Regions from separate parts of the Mus musculus genome. Here region 2 is linked to region 1. Evidence: chromatin contacts called from public HiChIP or PLAC-seq data. All regions are on one chromosome and are shown on one strand. The core of a region is the stretch at or near the end of the contact, and the rest is flanking DNA. Distances in the headings are between cores, read along the strand shown. Region 1 overlaps Gm32611 (a long non-coding RNA gene). Region 2 overlaps Grik3 (glutamate receptor, ionotropic, kainate 3).

Region 1 (2,855 bases), core at 214-2,713:
ATCTCTAGGTGTTATGCCCGATTCCCCTCCCTCTTCCCCCATTTAATAAACCAGAATTCCAATCTCTAGTGTGTCAGAGTGAGCCTCTCTTTTCACATAGGGTCTTAAGTAGGTGAATGTTGGGGGTCCTAATCCAATTGGACTAGTGTTATTAAAAGAAAGGATTAGGGCACTGGGCAGGGTGTGTGTGTGTGTGTGTGTGTGTGTGTGTGTGTGTGTTTGTGTTTGTGTGTGTATGTGTGCGTGCATATAAGCAGAGGAAAGGCTATATAAGCACACAGAAACGCTGGCCAATCCCTGGAAGCAAACCTACATCTTGTTCTTGGATAGCATCCTCGCAGCTGTGGGATGATGGAGTCTAGAGATTACACTGCTTGTTCTGAGGTATCAGGTTGTGGCATCCAGCACAGCCCAGGACTCTGGATTAAGAACTCAGAAGGCTGAGCTGGGCGTGCCTCTCTGAACACAGTGCTGCTTGCAAATGTGAGGACCCAGGTAACTGATGGACTCCTGGAAATACTGGAAACCAGCGTGCATATGCGTGTCTGCAGTCCCAGCACTCCTCAGGCGAAAGCGGGTGGGGCAGAGACATAACCGGCTGAAGCTGCTAGGCCAGCCAGCTTGGCTACACAGCAGTGAACAAAAAGAGATACTTGTTTCTTTTTAAAAGGAGAATTTGAGGACTAATACTTAAGATTATTCTCTCTCACATGCACACATGCACAGCATGCACAACATGCACACACATGTGCGTGCACATACACACAAACTAAAAAGAAAACACATAAAAAAGAAATAAAAATATCTCAGAGTCAGAAATCTGGTCGTCATCCTCCCCATCCTAGCCCCAGGGCAGTTCAGGTCCCTCTCTGTCCCTGCCCCCTCACTCCCAGCAGTTGTCACAGTGCCATCGGAGATCACCATTTGGGTTTGCTCACAGGGCAGAGCTGAGTAAGGAGGCTGAGATGTTTTTGGTGACAGGAAAGCAAACAAGCAAGGTGGCCCCTTGCCTGGGCACAAGCACAGCCTGTGGGTCTAGGCTCAGGCTTGGCTCTTTGAATGGCCCTGGTTTATCGCTTCAGCCACAGGAGTCAGTGAGGGGACAGAGTGGGAGAGCGCGGCTGCTTCGCCACAGCCTTCTGGCTGATGCTGCTGGACAGAGTCAAGACACCAATGTAGACAGCTTCGTTTCACAGGTGGGGAAACTGAAACGGAAGATTGTCAAGATGGTTTCGACTAACTGGATACTCAGGACTGTCAAGTGTCCCTGTCTTTCCCAGCACCAACACTGGAGCCATATATACTCCAAGGTCAGAGCCAATCCGAGAGAGGCAGGCGAGAATGCGTTCAATTGATTGGAGCAAAGCAAATGTAAGGCGGAGCCAAACAGTTGACTGATGGCAGGGCCCGAGGCCAACTCGGAGGCTGCAGGCAAGCCAGGCCCTGGCTGGAGGGCAGGGAGTGCAGAGGCTCGGGAGCAGCTGGTCAGCCCGAGGCCTTTGGCAGCCTCAGTGGCTCCGCTCAGCTGGTGAAGTGATGTTCTCTTCTGATTGAGCTAATTATGCTGATTGAATTTCCTCCCTCTCCCTTCGGAGCCTCGTCTGCCGCCTCCTCTCCTGTCTCTCCCCACCGCTCCTGGTAGAGAAAGAAAGGGAAGGTTTCCTTAATGTGACTGGTAATTGTTATGCACACAGTGTCAGATGTTAATGTTGGCTCTGATTGACAGCTAATCAGCCCATCAGCTGTACAAAAAAGAGTGAATAACTCGGTAATTTGATTTCCCCTGATTCCCCTGCGTGGGACGGCAGGGAAGTCTAAATTAGCAATCAGGGAGGCTGTGTCAGATCCTGGAGGGCGGTGAGGATGAAGAGGATCCAGGGGCTGGGGTGCAGCTGTGGCTGGGGGGGGGTCGTTTCCATTGTGGGGAGCCCTGCTGGTGGAGAGTAGCTCAGAGCTGTGCCCAGATCGTGGGGTGAAGGCCCCATTCCAGGGCATCCTTTCTTGAGGCTGGCATCTGAGAGGGAGCCCTTGGGGGCGCTGACCTCTGGAACCCCACGGTGATGGAGAAGGAGTTTCCTTAGGTGGTAAGCAGTGGCTCTCCTCACCCCAAGGTTTGGAAGGTGGTTGCCAAGGTTTCTATAGGGTGACCCAAATTCTTGCTATTCTTGGGAACAGGAGTCCCCAAGTTCAGCTTCTGGCCGTCTCCATTCAGGTAAAATAGAACACGTGGGTATGAAGTGGTCTTTAGTGGTCCTCCCTGTCAGGTGAAAGGATTAGGTCTCAGCATCTACTGGGTAGTCACGGTGGGTGGCCCAGGGACTGTGCTAAGCAAACGTTTCTATTGTGACCTGTCCCAGGTGGTCACTTCCTGCCTACACCTTCTGAACACTGCCATGAAGTCTGAACCCAAGCCAGCTCCCCTCCCCCATAAAGCACATATGTGACTATAGCCACATAAATGTACATCCGAACATTTGTCCTTTTCCAGTTGGGGAAACTGAGGCTGAGGAGTATAGGCACTTGCCTGAGATCACACTAGGAGATATAGTTCCAGCACAGACCCTCCCATTCTGCTCCTCCCACTCTGGCAGAGGAACTGCCTAGGTCCCTTGGAGTTGGCACTGACAACAGCAGCTCAGCCTGGAGGTGCCTAGAACTCCAGGTGGTGGCAGCCCTCTGTTGATCTTGGGTGGTGGCAGCAGCTCAGGGCTTCCCAAGGGGAGAGTGAGGAGGAAGAGGAGGAGGGAAGAGGAGGAGGCAGAGCCTCAGGTTTGCCACATTGGGTATTGGTGGCCCTGACTTGGGGTTCATTCTTGTTATGCCACAAGGGATTAGGACTTCTCCATTGGGTCTCA
Region 2 (2,899 bases), core at 268-2,767, 410 kb after region 1:
ACTGTAATTATTCCCAGTCTACATGTGGAAACTGAGCCGAAGACAGATCAATGGCTTGTCTGAGGATTCACATCCAAGGAGCTGGACCCCATTCTCCTCTGCTTCTCTCCAAAACTTAGGTGCTAAAGCGTGGTGTTGGGACATGAATGTGTGTCTGAGTGCCACGGGCCCTCTGTTATCAGAAAGGATGTCATCTACCCAACCCCCACACCCCCATCCTGTGCATACCTACACACACACACACACACACACACACACACACACACACACCTGACACAGGAGGCCTAGGTTGGAAGCATGATGAGTCTTCTGAGCTAAGAATATAGCTTATTTGGTAAAGTGCTTGGCTATCAGGCACAAAGCTCTGGGTTCAATCCCAGCACAGCAAAAAAAAATTGTGTAGTGGCGCACACCTGTGATCTGAGCACTCAGGTAGCAGCAGGAGTATCCTCTGCTACATACAGTGTGGGAGGCCAGCCTGAGCTACATAAGAAAAGAAAGGAGAGAGGGAGAAGAGGGGAAATGAGACATAAAGAGAAAAGGGAGGAGAGAGAAGAGAGGGGGGGGTGGAGAAAAAATTGGAGGGAGTGAGGGAGAGCAAGGGAGGGAGGGAGGGGAGAGAGAGAGAGAGAGAGAGAGAGAGAGAGAGAGAGAGAGAGAGAGAGAGAGAGAGAGAGAGAGAGAAGAATTCTAACAAGTTCCCAGATTCCCAGATGCTGCTGCTGGGGCTTCGGCTGGGGATGCTTTGAGAAGTGGTCCTCTAATTACCCCTTGGAAGCATCTGGCTTTGGGAACTGTGCGGGTGTATCCATCCGCTTATTAATCAGCTGCCCTCTGCCAGTCTGGAAGCCTGCGTGTTTCCCTTTACCCTGGGTCCTGGTTCTTCATCCCTGAGCCCTTGCCTCTTCGGAAACTTCAAGAAATGGACTGAGCCCCAGCGGGGCCTGAGGAAATAAAGGAAGAAATTAGAGTGGAAAATGCCTTTATCCCACGGGTGCTCATGCCCCAGCACTTTCTGCCGGCTCCCCGTGTCTCTCCTGAGGCTGGAGGCAGCTACATACTGGAAAGAAAAGGGGAAAGAGGGGCTTCTCCTTTCACTCGGCTACCGCCAGTGGAAGCAGGTCCCACCTTCTGCTGGGGAGGGCACAGTGTACACTGAGATCAAGGGAAAATAAAACGATGTCAAGGATACATTAGGCACTTGTTGGAGTCTCATGAGTGTGAGCAAGTCTGACAGTGTGTGTAGGTGGCACATGTTAGTGAGCATTTTGCGTCTGCACGTGTGGCATGCCTGAGAGTCTACTTATATGTGCATATGTAGACCTGCACTTGGACATGAATGTTTGCATCTGTGCGTGTGTGTGTGTGTGTGTGTGTGTGTGTGTGCGTGTGTGCACATGCGCACATACATGCTTGCTCGCTCCCTGTCCTCGGGCCACAGCCCAGCCCTAGACTACTGGAGCTTCTCATGCATTAGGCATGAGCCAGTCTCTAAGCAGGGCTCCCGATCAAAGGGAAGAGGCATAAATAAGCCCGGTGCAGGCTCATCTCGGCTGATTGGACGCCCCGCCTCCCTCCCTCCTTGCAGAGATGCTCGGATTGCCTTCTCACGGCCCAGTCCCAGCTCCCCACTGAGCCACAGTCCTCAGCAGCAAGCAGCCACTGCACCGTCACCCACCTCCCCTGCAGTGAGGAGGGCAGAGGAGGGACACAGAATCTGCTACTCAGCCAGGACTATGGGGCTCAAGGGCCCATGAACCAGAAACAGCAATAGAGTGACCCCAGGCGGGACCAAGCCCACTTCCATTCTCTCCTGACTCATTAATACTTCTTTGCAAGCAGCCACAATGTCCCAGGCGTGTGCCCATACTTCATCTGTTTCTCTGTCACCCTCCTAACAACCCTAGCAGATGAGTATTATGTCCTCATGTTACACAGGGTGGAAGCAAGGCTTCAAGAGGCTAATTGACTTGCCTAACAACACACAGCTAAAACCAAGGATTTGAACCTCACCTGCTGTGAAGCAGCCTCTACTGTCTTTCCTACCGGTTCCTCTCCGGATCCCGCCATAGTCCTTAGCAATCTCCCCTGGGGAAGAACAAAGCTGGGGTGGGTAGGGCCATGACTGCAGCCTAGCACAGCCATGACACACTGGTCGCAAAGAGGATTAATAAAGATGAGTGTCTGGTGCTGTAGAAGGGATGGGATTGAAAGATGGTAAAGCCGATGTAGGAGGCAGTGGTAAGCGTAGGCAGCAAGCAGGTGGCACTCCCCACGAACCCCAAGTTTAAAACAAGTATGTGGTTAGCATACTCCTAGTTAGGCACTACACATACATAGAACTAAGGAGAGATGGCTCAGCAAGTAAAGATCTTGCCACATAAACATTGAAAACTTGAGTTCATGTCCTCAGCACCTATGTAAAAGCCAAGTATGGTGACACCCACCTGTTACCAAGCATTGGGTGTGGGGGTAGATAGAGGAGGCCCCATTTACCTCTCTGGCCAGAATGTCTAGGTGAATCAGTAAAGCTTCATGTCTCAAGAAATAAAGAACAAGTAAGAAATATACCAGACATTGGCCTCTGGCTTTCCCAAGCACGCACACGTGCATGCATGCATACACATGCACACAGGCATGTGGGCACATCCCCAAATAAATTAGTAAACAAAGCTCCCATAGCTAAGAGTAGACCATAATCAAGGGATTGACATGAAGCAGGACGTCAGGACCTCAGGCCCCTTGGGTGCAGCCAGCTGCTTGCAGAAAGCTGGGCATCTAGAATCTGCCCCTTGGGCTCCGAAGGAGGTTTGCTGAGAGAATTGTCAGAGAGCAGCAGACATCACAAACAGCGTCTCCTGTGTTGTCCTCCCTTCCGTCTTGGAAGATAAAAATTAAT

Evidence for each region. HiChIP or PLAC-seq counts read pairs in DNA pulled down with a chosen protein or histone mark.
Region 2: a contact with region 1 is called in an H3K4me3 HiChIP or PLAC-seq map of embryonic basal ganglia, with 2.8 times the contacts expected there. The contact joins two enhancer-like sites. A contact is called at or near these places in 1 of 484 Hi-C or Micro-C datasets (cerebral cortex), 2 of 115 datasets of contacts at active chromatin or transcription factors (astrocytes and embryonic basal ganglia) and 1 of 9 other capture datasets (embryonic stem cells).

What each region holds. Positions count from the first base shown.
Region 1 is chr4:125,281,253-125,284,107 of GRCm38.p6, forward strand. All of the region lies in intron 4 of Gm32611 (a long non-coding RNA gene), which reads left to right. Among named protein-coding and RNA genes, the nearest start is that of Gm46869, 7.9 kb to the right of the region's middle. Within about 2 kb of position 1,464, at least 87 of the 459 cell types and tissues checked have an H3K27ac peak or open chromatin away from gene starts, as enhancers often do. A contact at or near this core is called in cerebral cortex and embryonic basal ganglia, where this site is marked.
Region 2 is chr4:125,694,849-125,697,747 of GRCm38.p6, forward strand. All of the region lies in intron 13 of Grik3 (glutamate receptor, ionotropic, kainate 3), which reads left to right. Among named protein-coding and RNA genes, the nearest start is that of Gm32807, 140 kb to the left of the region's middle. Within about 2 kb of position 1,518, at least 38 of the 459 cell types and tissues checked have an H3K27ac peak or open chromatin away from gene starts, as enhancers often do. A contact at or near this core is called in cerebral cortex and embryonic basal ganglia, where this site is marked.